Regions from separate parts of the Ovis aries genome. Here region 1 is linked to region 2. A link is a contact called in public Hi-C data. All regions are on one chromosome and are shown on one strand. The core of a region is the stretch at or near the end of the contact, and the rest is flanking DNA. Distances in the headings are between cores, read along the strand shown.

Region 1 (6,793 bases), core at 3,108-5,607, 610 kb after region 2:
CATCTTAACAGAAATCTTTAAAAACAAAACAACTACACAGCAGAAAAAATATAGCTGTTGGTGTTTCCTGGTAGACCACCCGTGACTGACAAACAGGAAATAACTAAAAGGAAACCAGATTCGGAGAAAGAAAATTTGGATGTGTGTGAAATTTAGGAAACCTTTACAGTGAGCTGTTTAGGTTCCTGCCCACCAAATTCTTCCTCTGTCAGTCTTCCCCTCCCACCTCCTTGCCTCCATGTCTTTCCAGACTGACAGTCTACCAGGGAGCATTTGGAAGCAATGCTTCTTGCTGAAGGACCCACTTTAACCAAGCCCCAGCTGCAGGTCAGCCTTTTAAAAGAGCCCCGTGTGTATAAATTAAAGCGTATTGGCCATCGTGCCCTTTTCCTGGAAAGGAAATCACGTCTACTTATGTATATCTGTAAATCAAAACCTACTTGTCTGTGTCGTACTTGTGACTATGCCAAAACAAAACCTAGGCTGGCCTGGCTTGGAGGAGGGCTGAGCACACAAAGAGATCTATTCACGCCTTTCGGACATCAAGAGAATAATACAGTCCAGCTAAGGTCAACAAAATGATCATAGCCAGATTTCAAAGGTTAGATTTTAAAGGTACAGTTCACAACTGCTTCTAAGAAAAAAAGAAAACTTTTTTTTTCTTCTGTAAGAGAAACACACAGAGATAAGACACAAGCATAGGAGGAACCGTCTGATGGCTGGTGGTCATGTCTCTTTAAGAAGTGCCATTGGTGTTATATAGTGAACTGGCTGTAAGGTCTAATTTTTAAAGAGCACCCTATACTATGGTATTTACTCACAGGATGCACTGTAGGAAACTGCCTGAAATGTCCACAGATATCATCACTATTTAAAGACACAGATTTCTTCCATGTCTTGGCAGGTAGAATCTTCAGGGAAGGTTTTCTCCCTTTCTTTCTTAACTTCTCTCCTTCCTTCTCTCTTTCCTCTCTTTCCCTATTTTTTTCCTCCTTCCTACCTGCTTTCAAAAAGAAAAAAAAAAAAAAAACAGGAAGGAGAAAGATAGTAATATTTATTGAGCACTTCTTTGCTACAAGTGTTTCCATGTATATTCAGCAAACATCAGGATGCAATCACTTGGCTTAAACTGAAAAAACCTGTCTTGCTTCCCTTGAGTTCACTTCAGTGGACATTTTTTTTGTTTGTTTTTGGAAAGCAATTTATTAAGTGCACCATTTTAAGATGTCAAAATCTCATCAATGGCTTATGCCTAATCTTCGAAATTGCTGCTCTCCCCTGTGATTTGCAGAGCGTACCTTTTCTGTTTTTGATGTAAAGACACACAACACAAATATACACAGATATGCACAGACACATGTTCCTTTGCTTTATTCCGTAAGGTGTGTGCTGTTTTCTTGGCTGTGGGTTCTCTCTCCCTCGTAGGACTTAATCAGCCTCTGGGAAGAACGTGTGGCGTAAGCAGCCTTGACAAAAGAAGCCTGTCTGTCCTTCCGAATAACTGACTCTGACTTTCCCCAGCCTTCCCGTCCTCTGCCCGTACCTTGCCTCACCCTCGGTCAGCTTTCCCTGGCTCAGCGCCTACAAGTCCACGTGCTCCATCTTACATGGGGTGGAGCCAAGCGTGGAAGGAAGGATCTCTGATCTTCTGTAATTTTCCAGAGAAATACCTATTATTCCTTCCGATTAGACATCTATGGAATGAGACAGTTACTCACATGGAAACAGGTTGTGTTTATTTAAAGGATTATGTGGAATCATGAGAGATGAATAGACAGTGTCCCTTGTAGGCACCCACGTTCACCTTGCCTCCCCGCCTGCACTCGGCCGTGCCACTGAACACCTTCCTGAGCTGCCTCCCTGCAGATGAGGTCTGAGACCGCTTCTCAGACTCTCTTCGGCAAAGGGGAGAGAGTGGTCTGCAGCCTTTCCCAGGAGTTTCCTTCACTCTTCTCCAAACGTTTTTCCATTCTGTGAATTCTTTCCTTTACTGCCACTTCATCAGACTTTCTCTCTAGAAGGAATGAGATTAACCTTCAAATATTCTTTGGGCCAAATAAATGTTAAAATGAAGAACTTTTCCAATTTCTCACAGTGGCATCTAAGCTGTACCTGGAGAAGTTCAGTTTCTCCTGGGTTGCATCAGAGCCTCGAGTTTGACAAGTGTGGTCCCTTGACCTTCTAATGATAACAACCCACACCTGTTGAGCTCTTTGCTTCCTTAATCTCCACAAAAAGTAGCAGGAAGAGACTATTTATTCCTCATCTTATGACACAGACACAGAGGCTGAGCAGAGTGCCAGCCGTGACTCTCTGATTGAAAATCCCAACCTTTCCCCAAGCACCTTTTCGCTTGTGTCAAGGATGCGCTGGAGGATGGGCCCACACCTTTGATGAGACCCCCAGTGCATCCGCCATATGCTCCAGGAGCCTTGTTTCCAGTGGAGATGATGGTAGCAATAATCGCCCTGCTTATACAGAACTTTCTCTCTGTGCTCTTCTGTGTATTAGTTCATTCCACAGGGAGGAGGCTGAGGTTCAAGGTCATGTGGTTGAAGCACAGGGGCTTTGTGCAAATGAAAAGGACTTTCTTGTCCTCAAGAACATTTCTTCCATTTTCCCAGATCTCATGTGGTAGATGAGTTTAGGAGCCTCTGAGAAAGAAGGTAAAGCATGTCGTATCCTAAGTATGTTGGCCATGGAACCCTTGGAATGGCCAGAAGCACAGGGCTGGATACCTGGGAGATGCTGGTCTTGGTGACCTGATTTTAATTATATTTCCAGGGCATGCATACAGATTCACTGATCAGGATTTTTTTTTTTTAATTCTAGAACAAAGCAGTAAATCTGCACACATGGGGTAGCTGAGGATACCTGAGGAGTGATGACAGGGCTGAGAGAATCGGAAGGAGGTGAAGGTGGAGATGCACGCAGGTAAGTGATTTAAGCTCTTGCAGCCTTGAGTTTCTCATCTACAAAATAGTTGTGATGCCTTTGTTGAAGTGTCTTAAGGGTCAGAGCAGAGAATGCCAGTCGGTACGGGGTATGTATGTGGTCAATGGTGGCTGTTATTTATTCTCCTGTGACATCTTATAATGAGTACTGTCATCTTGGGTAAGTTTTTAAAATAAGTGTAAGCCCCATTTCTTCTTCTATAAGGCTGAAACAAATGTCATTAAGGCTGAACTGGTATAAGGCCTCAGTGGCTTCTCGGTATGTGACCGAACATGACCTCCAGCCAGCCCTGCCTTCACACAGGGTGACCCCCCACAACCCACTTGCCTCAGTCCTGGAGAATATGTAGATTTCCCAAGGGCATGGAAGCCTCTCGGTTCTTCACCTTTTTTCTACATTCTACTTGGTCTAATTCCTTTACCCTGGGTTCATTAAGCTCATCCATCAAGCCTCACAGTCTGGTGAGGATCTGATGGTTTAATTTCCATTTTTAGAGTGCACAGCACAAAGCACGCTGTGATTGAAGGTCCTGCCTGACAGCACTCAGAAAACGCATGGCAACTGCTGTCACAGGGCCCCTAATGCACTTGCTCCCACAGCCTGAGTTTCGTGACCTCTCACCAGGTGCCAATTATAGCTGACCTGATACTGGGTCTGCCTGGGGTAGGCAGAGTCCCTGTAGTTCTACTCAGTACAGAGTACCTGTCAACATGCCACAGAATCAAATAGCTCCGTGGTGAATACTCACTTTCCCTTTTTTTTGTTTGAAGCACAAGATTATGGATTAGGAAACACACAGCAGATAAGGGAGGATCAGCCCAGTTTTGCTTGTACAAACATCAGCCAGGTCTTGGCACAGGGGATCGGGCTTCTGCGCAAAGCAGTGGACACTGGACAGTTGGCACATTCTTTGTGGTTCTGTTTCTGTGCAATCCCATGCAGGGTTACAGCCTCTGAGCAGTTTATCTTAATTTTCAACAGAACATAACAAGTAGGTCTTATGGAAAAACTATATGCATCGGGGTATAATTTTATCTTGCAGTTATGCTGTCTGGGGTGGACATTCCGCCCATACCAACCATTTTCACCCCTTTGCAGAATCAAAAATTCAATCATGTGCAAAGTTCATATCAGGTTTTACACACAAACCAACGCATGATACGAGCCAGAAAAGCGGCAGCAAAGATGATGCAGTCACGTAACTCCGTGTCTCCAACTCACTGATCGATTCCAGAATCAAAGTGAGCGTATTTGTTTTACTCAGTAGCAGAAATGGAGTTAATAAGGAGGAAGTAGTGGGGAAGTTACCTTATTGCAATCCATATCGGTGAGATTTTGCTATAAGTTTATGGGCGGTCATGTCTGGACATTTTACGTTCAACTGGTGCCCTCTAGTGACGGGGGAGCAGCCTCTGGCTATGTGTTGTCTCATTTGAAAGTCAAAGAATTCCACTCTTGGTAAGGTATCCTTAGCCAGATTTACAGGGAAGAGAGAAAGGAGAAGCTAGGAAGCAAGGTGCTTGGGAGGCAAGTCCCAGCAGCCATCTGTGGTTCACAAAATAGGGGTCTTACATGCCTGGAGATAACACGATTCTTCCATAGGTGAGGACATTCTTTAATCAGGTATCTCTGAGAACTTCCCTAATATGGGACCTGAGTTTTTCCAGGATGCCTCTGATGATTCTGGTACGATCCCAAAATTACACAATTCCTCTTGGCTCTGAAACTGGAGTAATGAGGGCAGGACACAAATATTCCACAGTCCATAGCCAGAACAGAACATGGACCTCTCGTGAGCTGAAATCCTTTAGAGCCAGTGAGGCCCATAAATACATCCTACATATGTATTCACTGCCAGAAGCCCTTCTTGCTGTCACAACAGATTCTTGGCCTGGAAAACCATCTTGAGGGATAGTACTAACATAATCTGGAGGCAGACGACACTTTTTCTGAGCTGGCATTATCACCCAGCTGTGAGACATCTTGCTTTCATCTGTCCTGGACACCACTGCCTTAATCCAGGTCCTGATCTGTTCCCACTGAAACTGCTTTTATACCTTCCAAGTTGGCTTCTCTCTCCCTTGCTAATTAATACGTATTTTACACTGCTACTAGCTGTTTCTGTAAAAATATACATATATATATGTATGTATTATACACATATGTTTATTATCTGGTGATCTTATGGGAAAATACAATAACATAAAACGACCACAGCCCACTTCTCCAGCCCCTTCTTCCATTTCCCCTGCCACAGGGCATGCTGTCCTTCACTCTACACACCACATGCTCATGTTCTTGCTTTGCCCTCTATGTAGAACACTCTACTCCCTGGCCGCCCGTCCTGACCTGTGTCATCTCCCTTAGGAAGCCTCCCCCACATCTGCTTTGACGGAAGTGCTGCTCCTGGAGTCTTGGTATCACTTGTTTATGCCTTTGTCTCTGCTTTGACCTCCCCTGGAACAAAACTCGAGGCTTATTCTTTGATTTCATTTTTTAAAATATTTTTTCTTTTATACTATATAGTACTCTACACAAAAATTTGCCAAGACTAGAGTGATAACCTAAATGCATGTTTATATTTTTATTGGGATGTAATTGACAAATAGCACTAGTTTCCAATACATTACATAATGACTGGGTATGTGTATATCTTGCAAAGTAATCAAAATAAGTCTAGTTAAATCTCTGTAAACAATTTTCACATATACAAGCACATGGTTATGTAATATATGTATTGGGTTGGCCAAGAGTTTTGTTCAGGTTTTTCCTTAACACCTTACAGAAAAACCCAAACAAATTTTTTTGCCAACCCAGTATGTTACATATATATAAGTATACAATTAAGAACTACAGCAATCTGTCATACATTCTATTCTCAAGGCTCATTTTATAGCAGGCAGTTTGTATATTTTGATAACCTTGACCTATTTCACCCACTTCCCCACCGACCAACCTGTTTTCTGTATCTATGAATTCTTTTCTTCTTTTTAAAGATTCCACATATAAGTGAAATGATATGGTATTTGTCTTTCTCTGACTTTATCACTTGGCATAATCAGGAGCATTTATTTCATATTCCCCCAAAGTTGCCTGGCATACAGCAGCATGCACACGAGACAGATCCAACTTTATACAACTTTGAAAGTCAGCCTCATTTTATCTATACCTCTCTGGTTACAATGGAAAGAACATGAAATTCAGCCCCGACAGGACAGGGTTCAAGTCTTCCTGCCACTTCTTACTAGCTGTGTGGCCTTAAGCAAGTAATGAACCTCACTTACAGGATGGAGATAATTGTGCTTTCCATGCAAGTGAATGCTAAATTAGGTAATGCGTGTGCGCTTAGGAGACCTGGAAATAGGCACTCATCGGGCGAAACTTACCCTGTTACGTAGTATACATGTGTATATGATTAAGTGGACTTGTTCTTCCTGCGACAGCCGAAACTCAGAAAACCTACTTAACTGTCTCTCCGATTTCATACTGAACATTTCTATCCTTTCCACGGTGAGTCCATGCACATTTTCACTCGAACTTGAATTTGGCAGACTGTCTTTTTTTTATAATATATACTAATGGAAGCTTGTTCAAGGGGACGTTATTACTTCATGGAAATATTTATCTACCATTCCTTAGTCTCACACTAAGAAGCAGGGAAAGGTATGTTGTTACTACTAGGCAGTTTAATCATTTTTCTCTCTCTCTCACCTCCTATATATCCAGTAGGGCCAAGTCAGCTGAAAAAACAAAATCATATAAGCAAACCTCTACTTCATCATCTTGTCTCAGAAACTCCTGCTGGCAACACACATTTCACATACCCGAAGTGGGGTGT
Region 2 (7,769 bases), core at 2,517-5,016:
TACTGAATTTCAAATACACGCATACTTTGTCATACTGTGCTCCACCTCATTGCACTTCGCAGATTCTGGACAAATTGAAGGTTTATGGCAACACTGAATTGAGCAAGTCTATTGGTGCCATTTTTCTAACAGCATTTGCTCACTTTGGGACTCTGTGCTATAATTTGGTAACTTGCAATATTTCAAATTTTTCATTATTATTATTATATCGGATAAGGGACTTGTATCTGATATATATAAACACTCTTTTTTGTTGTTCAGCCACTAAGTTGTGCCTGACTCTGTGACCCCGTGGACTGCAGCATGTCAGACCCCTCTGTCCTCCACTGTCTCCTGGAGTTTGCTCAAATTCATGTCCATTGAATTAGTGATGTGATAAACACTCCTACAACTCAATAATAAAAAGACAAATATCTTGATTTAAAAATGGGCAAAGGATCTAAGCAGATATTTCTCCAAGAAAGTGACCAATAAACACAAGGAAAGATGCTTGACATCATTATTCACCAGAGAAACGCAAATCAAAACCACAATAAGATATTTCTTCACACCCACTAGTATGGCTAGAATTTAAATATCAAATAATAGTAACTGTCGGCAAAGAAATGAGAACACTCACTGCTGGTGAGAATGTAAAGCAGTGTGGCCACTTTGGAAAACAGTTTGGCAGTTATTCAATTAAACAGAGTTATCATATGATCCAGAAGTTCCACCCCATGATATATATATTCAAAATAAATAAAGGCATACATCTACCTCAAACATGTACATGAATTTTATAGAAGTGTAGTTAATAATAAGCAAAAGTGAGAACAACTCAAATGTCTATCAGCGTGGTTTTTGTGTACAATGGAATATTGTTTCACCATAGAAAGAAATAATACATGCCATAATATGAATTAACCTTGAAAACATTAGGCTGAGTGAGAAGACACAGAATGCCATGTATTAATTATATGATCCCATATATATGAAATAACCAGAATAGGCATTTCTGTAGAGACAGAAAGATGGTTGCTAAGCATGTTTGCTTAGGACTGGAGAGAAGGGGAGAAAGGGGAGTGATAACTAAAGGGGATAGGGTTTCTTTCTGAGGTGATGAGAATATCCTAAAATTGACTCGGGTGATGGCTGTACATATCTCTCAGTGTACACTGAATTATATACTCTAAATGGGTGAATTTATGGTATTTGAATTATGTCTCATTGTAGCTGTTTAAACAAAAATAGTAGCTAGGGTCCAGACCCACTGTCACCCATTCACAGCTCTTTCTCCACCTGTCGGCTTCCTTTCTTGGCAGCAGAAATGATGACCAGTGGCTCCCAGCTAGGCTTTTGCCACTTCCTTTCCCAGTTCAGTCTGCCATAACAAAACGCCATGGGCTGGGTGGCTTAAACACAAAAATTTATTTCTCATGGTTCTAGAAGTTGGGAAGTCAAAGAGAAAAGCTTCGACAGACAGGATTCAGTTCCAAGCAAGGACTCTCTCCCTAACTTACAGATGGTCACTTCCTTCCAGGGTCCTCCCATGGCCTTTCCTTGGTGTGTGCATATGTTGGGGGTTTGGAGAAGAACACATTCTGATGTCTCTTCCTCTTCTCATAAGGACTCCAATCCTACAAGATTTGAGGTCCATCTCCTTTAAACTTAGTTACATTCCAAAAGGCCCAATCTCCAAACACATTAGAAGTTAGCACTTCATCATATGAAATTTGGGGGAGGCATAGGCATCCAGTCCATAAAAACTCCTTTTTTAAGCGCAGGTGAAAAGCACACTTTTTCCCCAAGGGGTTAGCAAACCCTATGGCTGCCTATCCTTGGCCCAATTTCAACCATAAGCTTGTTTTTGTAACTAACACTTTGATTAGGTAGGCCAGAGTCAGGCGTCCAACCCAAAAGCCTCAGGTGGGTTAGTCCCACCAAAACAAGATAAGAAGGAAATTATAAACTTTTATCAAAGAAAAGGGGCAGAGTGAGGCCAAATGCTAATGCCTACTCCACAGTGCAAGGCTACAAGCCAGGGAGCCTGCATGCCAGGCTTGGGTGGTGCAGAGACCACTTGTGTGAGCAAGAGTAAATCATTAAACCCCTCTATGGCCTTAACATCACCAGACCAGAGCACTGAAGACAAGGGGAGACAAGACATGAAAGCCCTTAATGATCAGAACCTTCAGAACTGGAGGGCTAGGAGGGAACTTGGTGATCCTCTTATTTGATACACTAAAAAAGAAAAAAAAAAAAAGATCTACTCTAAAAGAAGACAGCCTGCTATGAGAACCAAAATGACTTTCACATCACTAGACTTGAGAAAGAAATTTATTTGCTAATTGTAATAACTTTAAGCATACCACTTCATCTTCCTCAGTCTCATTTTATAAGTTAACTCTCAGTAATACTAATACTATTAATAACAGATGTATTAGTTAACTATGGGCTTCCTTGTTGGCTCAGATGGTAAAGAATACACCTGCAAGCGGGAGACCTGGGTTTGATCCCTGAGTTGAGAATATGCCCTGGAGGAGGGCACGGCAACTCACTCCAGTATTCTTGCCTGGAGACTCCTCATGGACAGAGGAGCCTGGTGGGCTACAGTCCACGGGGTTGCAAAGAGTGGGACATGACTGAGTGAGTAAGCACAGACAGCACAGCACAATTAACTAGTCAGGGAGAATTCCTTCACAGTGTTTATTATATCATCACAATCTAGTACACTTGAAATATCTTGCAATTTTAGTTGTCAATTATACATCAGTAAAACAAATTTTAAAAAATTTGATAACTATTCTTGAGACTAAATGTGCAAATGTAGCACACTTTACAAAAGCCAAAAGTGACATACTCAGATGTGAAGTTATTGGATTTGAAACATAAGGAAATTTCTGTGGAATGTAACATCTCTAGGGAGAGGAAATTGAATATAAAATTTTATCTTTTTGTAGGTGGTCTCATTACTGCAAAGCTCTGGACTTAGCTCTGGACAAAGTTCTTGGACAAACCCCCCGCCTCCCCCATTATACCAGTTTGAGACCCTGGACCTCTAATAACTTGTTTCCTCTTCTATAAAAAAGGGATGACAGTGCTAACATTGGTAGCACATATACTAAAACTGGACCAAAGCAGAGGTTAGCATGGCCCCTGTGCAAGGATGTCAGGAAAACACATTCTTTTATTTGGAAAATAGATAAGCAACAAGGATATATTGTACAGCACAGGGAATTGTAGCCATTATCTTGGAATAACTTTTAATGGGAGTATAATCTGTAAAAATACTTAATTACAACGCTGTACACCTGAAACTAAAATTGTAAATCAACTATACTTCAATTATAAAAGTGGGAATGGTAATTCCTACTTGAGATACTCTAAGATTAACTAAGGACATAAAATGCCTTAAATCTAGTGGGTATTTAGATGTCTCGGCGACTCCTTTCTCTCATCTATGTGACAAGAGCAGCGTTGGAGTATCCTGCAATAACTCTACCCCAAATTGTTTCCCAGGCAGTTCAATTACTCCGCCAGAGTCCACGTTAGTCTAAGAAAAACAAAGTTTTCTATTCTGAGGGAGAAAAAAATGTGCTTTAAAAATTAAAAAAAAAAAAAAAAAAAAAAGAGCATCATCTCCGCTCCTGAGGGCAAGATCCAAGACTTCTTCCCTTCTCTAAAGAGAATGAAGTAAACATTTAAGTCACAGCCGTCATTGTCGGCAGGAGCCACACGAGGGAGCCTCTGTCAGGGAAAACACATTCTACAGTTTCACACACCCTCTAGCGGGCAAGGCACGCACCGCTCAAATATAACTTCCGCCTTGGGGATAGGTGCTCGCTGCCTTGTGAGACAGGGTCTCCAAGTGAGACGAGTTAGGCACCAATTGCCCAGGGGGGCGGGGTCTCCACGTGAGGGAGAGGCGCGCGTTGCCTTCTGGGGCGGGGTCTCCACGTGAGGGAGAGGCGCGCGTTGCCTTCTGGGGCGGGGTCTCCACGTGAGGGAGAGGCGCGCGTTGCCTTCTGGGGCGGGGTCTCCACGTGAGGGAGAGGTGCGCGTTGCCTGGTGGGAGGGGGTTGCTTCGCGGCTAGGGGTGATCCACCTTGCTTCGCCCCTGAACACCAGAGAGCTGACGAGATCCTAGCCAGTTTTCGGTTCTCTCTAATTGGAGTTTGATAACACTGAAGTCAAAATAAGGATGGAAGATCTTTTTAAAACTATTAATAGAAAATACGTTCAAGTTACATTATTTTTTTTCCCAAGACACTCCCCACCAAATAATGGTGAAGTTGGAGCGCTGCCAAAAGGTAAGACCTGTCACGATGACAGTTGTATTGCCTGGACCAGAGGGGACCAGAAGAGAGGAAGGATGGAACAAGGAGAGGAAGGCAGGCGGGCAGAGTCAAGGTTTCTTCAGTTGGTTTGCACCTGAGTTTGGTGTGACCCAGGTTAAGCAGAAAAATCCCCTTCATTTAGGATCCTGGGATTATGTCAGCCCTCTGTTTTACGTCTTAGAAAAGAACCTCTGGAAAGACTACAGGTTTAACAACAAATGAGGATCTGCTTCCATTTGTGTATTTTGGGACACAGTTTTCTCAAAACAGCGGGCACCTGTGGGACCGAAATGTTCAGTAATCCTCAAAGAACAAAAGCCACCGGGAAACGTTTAAAGGGCAGTTAAGATAACAGCCGGTGTCTGGGCTTGGCCAAGGAGGTGACCGATTTCTTAAGCAAATACTTTGGCACCTAACTAAACACTGGCACCTTTTGCTTCTCAACTTGAGCTTTTCACCCCAACCCTATCACCCTCAATCAGGGTGGGCTGGAGCCCAGGGCTGCCCCTACCACGCTGACCCCCAAACTGGCTTCTCACACAGAGTTTGGGAGTTATATCACCTGGGATTGACATTTTAAAAATACTTTTAAGGAGGGTGCCTTTGCCCAGCTCCCCAGCCACAAGCATCCTCCCTTGCTGTTCTCTGCTTCCTCCCCTTGTTCATGAGTCTTCTTATTTATATTTGTTGTTGTTTAGTTGTTAAGTCATGTCCAACTCTTTTGTGCACCATGGACTGTAGCCTTCCAGGCTTCTCTGTCCTTGGGATTTCCCAGGTAAGAATACTGCAGTGGGTTCCCATTTCCTTCTCCAAGGGTACATTCCTGACTCAGGGATGGAACCTATGTCTGCTGCATTGCAGGTGAGTTCTTTACTGCTGAGCCATCAGGGAAGCCAAAGTATTATAGATATAATAACCAATAACCACTTATTAAATGACCCCTTCTTCAAATAATTATATCCTAGTGATTAGCATGAAGGAGACCAAGTTACTGACATGAAAGAGTGGTTATTGTAGGTTTGGCCTCAAGAATTTAAACATATAAGAAACATCTTATGCATATCATTACTATGTAGTTGTTACCAGTAGTTGTAGTTGTTACTGCTAAACCAAATCACCATTTCAGAAAGCTCTGGTCCTAACAAAGTTCTGTGCCTATAACTTCATCCATTCTCCTGTTGTCAGCAGACTTCCCCTTTATATAATTTTTTCATTAATTATTTCGTTCAAAAATCCTGTATTAAAACCTTCTATCTGCTCACAACTAAGATAAGCCACTGGAGATAACAAACTGATTACATCAGGTACTCAATCTAATTGAGAAATCAAATATATAACAATGCCATGGGCCAAGAAAAAAGATGGAATGGCTGCAGTGGTTTGGCAATGGGATGTCAGAGGAGTTTCACAAAGAAGCTGTCTTTTAAGCTGTGTTATAAAGGGCAAAATTTTTCCAGTTGGGAAGAATCATCTGTAATGTTTACATAATGTTTTCTCATTCATAAAGTTTGTATAAGAGCATGGGTTTGGGAGATACTTGGTCTTTAGATACTTGACAAGATAAGGCATTGATGGCAGATGCTTTTTCACAATGATGAACAAATTTGTTAATTTTTTAAATATTTCAGCACTCTCATTTAGTTCCAAAATGTACTGATACCATAGTATCAGTGCATAAGTCAGAATGAAGTAAAGTGGGAGAGAGAAAGGATGTGAAAATCCCTAAAACTTAGAATACCCACCATATATTCCTAATAGTACTTCACCTATCAGTCAAGGTTAAATGGAAAACAAATTACATGGTCCATAGGGTTCATAAGATAAAAAACAAATCAGTTCTCTTGCTCATCATTCACTTCATTTAATCAGACATTCAGCATCTTCAGTTCAGTTCAGTCGCTCAGTTGTCTCCGACTCTTTGTGACCCCATGAATCGCAGCATGCCAGGCCTCCCTGTCCATCACCAACTCCCGGAGTTCACTCAAACTCATGTCCATCGAGTCGGTGATGCCATCTAGCCATCTCATCCTCTGTCGTCCCCTTCTCCTCCTTCCCCTAATCCCTCCCAGCATCAGAGTCTTTTCCAATGAGTCAGCTCTTCGCATGAGGTGGCCACAGTATTGGAGTTTCAGCTTCAGCATCAGTCCCTCCAGTGAACACCCAGGACTGATCTCCTTTAGGATTGACTGGTTGCATCTCCTTGCAGTCCAAGGGACTCTCAAGAGTCTTCTCCAACACCACAGTTCAAAAGCATCAATCCTCTGGCGTTCAGCTTTCTTCACAGTCCAACTCTCACATCCATACATGACCACTGGAAAAACCATAGCCTTGACTATATGGACCTTAAGTGCCCATTAAATTGTAAGCCCTGCATAAGGTCACTGCAGTCAGGGCACTTCCACACTGGTGTGAAAAACACAGAGCAAAGAAAGCAACTCCAGTGCAGGCAATGAGGCTATGGCAGGGGCAAGTGGATTAGCATAGAGGGGCAGAGCAGAGGAGGGACCTCTAATGCAGCCTTATGGAATCAGAAAACTTCCCATAGCAGATGATTCTGAGCTTCATGTTGAGTAAGGTCAAGGACTGACCAGGCAGTTAAATTGGAATGTTCCAACTGCAATGAAACAAAAGCCCTGTGCAGATGGGTTAGTCTGGTGGGAATAGATAGCTCCCACTGGACAGATCCTAAAGAGAGGTTCATTTTCAGAATGATGTAATTAATATGGGAGGCAAAGAGACAAGTGAGAACTATATGATCTTTTTATATGATCTTTTTGGTCAGTCCACAAAGTTTGGGTCTAAATTAGAGGACTAGAAGAGAATAAAGATTTGGACTTAGTTTTAAGTGGGCTTTGCTTGGGTTTGCTGAAGAATTAGCACAGAAACAGTGCAAAAGATACAGAGTCAATGAATGCAGCTCTAAGGTGGCCCCTTAGTTCCTCAGGAATGTATCCCACATGTTCAGAGGATATGGAGGAAGAGAACCTTCAGTAGAGAGGAGCCCCCAAACTTGGCCCACATCAATATCCAAGGAAGTACACCTCCACCAGGTGTGGGAATTACTTCTCTGCCCTGGCTTTATAATCTTAAATGGTTTCTTCTCATCATGTTAGCGTTAGAACAAGCTTAACATTGTCTGGCTCCCAGTGTTGGAAAGCAGAACCGAAGTCAGAGCAAATCTATTGGTTGAACAGAGATAGAGATTTGAGTTGTTTAGAAAGAAAACATCAATAAGATCAGGTGATGGATTGTGCTAGGGGATGAGCAAGAAATAGTCACTTATGGTGCTGTGATTAACTGAGAATCATTTTATTTCTAATTTAGGAGAAATGAGGGAGAAAGAGCTTATATCAACTGAACACTGTTCATACGCCACCTGTTTACATAATTTATTTAAATCTCATAACCCCTCTCTGAAGTGGACAGTATTATCCTCATAGTAGAGTTAAAGAG

What was found. Hi-C and Micro-C count contacts between places; a contact is called where the count stands out from the background.
Region 1: a Hi-C map of liver shows a contact between it and region 2, with 5 times the contacts expected there. The contact joins two enhancer-like sites. A contact is called at or near these places in 6 of 16 Hi-C or Micro-C datasets (hypothalamus, liver, muscle and 2 more).

Annotation. Positions count from the first base shown.
Region 1 is chr5:24,140,529-24,147,321 of ARS-UI_Ramb_v3.0, forward strand. No RefSeq gene overlaps it. Among named protein-coding and RNA genes, the nearest start is that of PRRC1, 65 kb to the right of the region's middle. Within about 2 kb of position 4,358, at least 8 of the 54 cell types and tissues checked have an H3K27ac peak or open chromatin away from gene starts, as enhancers often do. A contact at or near this core is called in liver, where this site is marked.
Region 2 is chr5:23,527,850-23,535,618 of ARS-UI_Ramb_v3.0, forward strand. It overlaps the pseudogene LOC114115067. Among named protein-coding and RNA genes, the nearest start is that of SLC12A2, 100 kb to the right of the region's middle. Within about 2 kb of position 3,767, at least 8 of the 54 cell types and tissues checked have an H3K27ac peak or open chromatin away from gene starts, as enhancers often do. A contact at or near this core is called in liver, where this site is marked.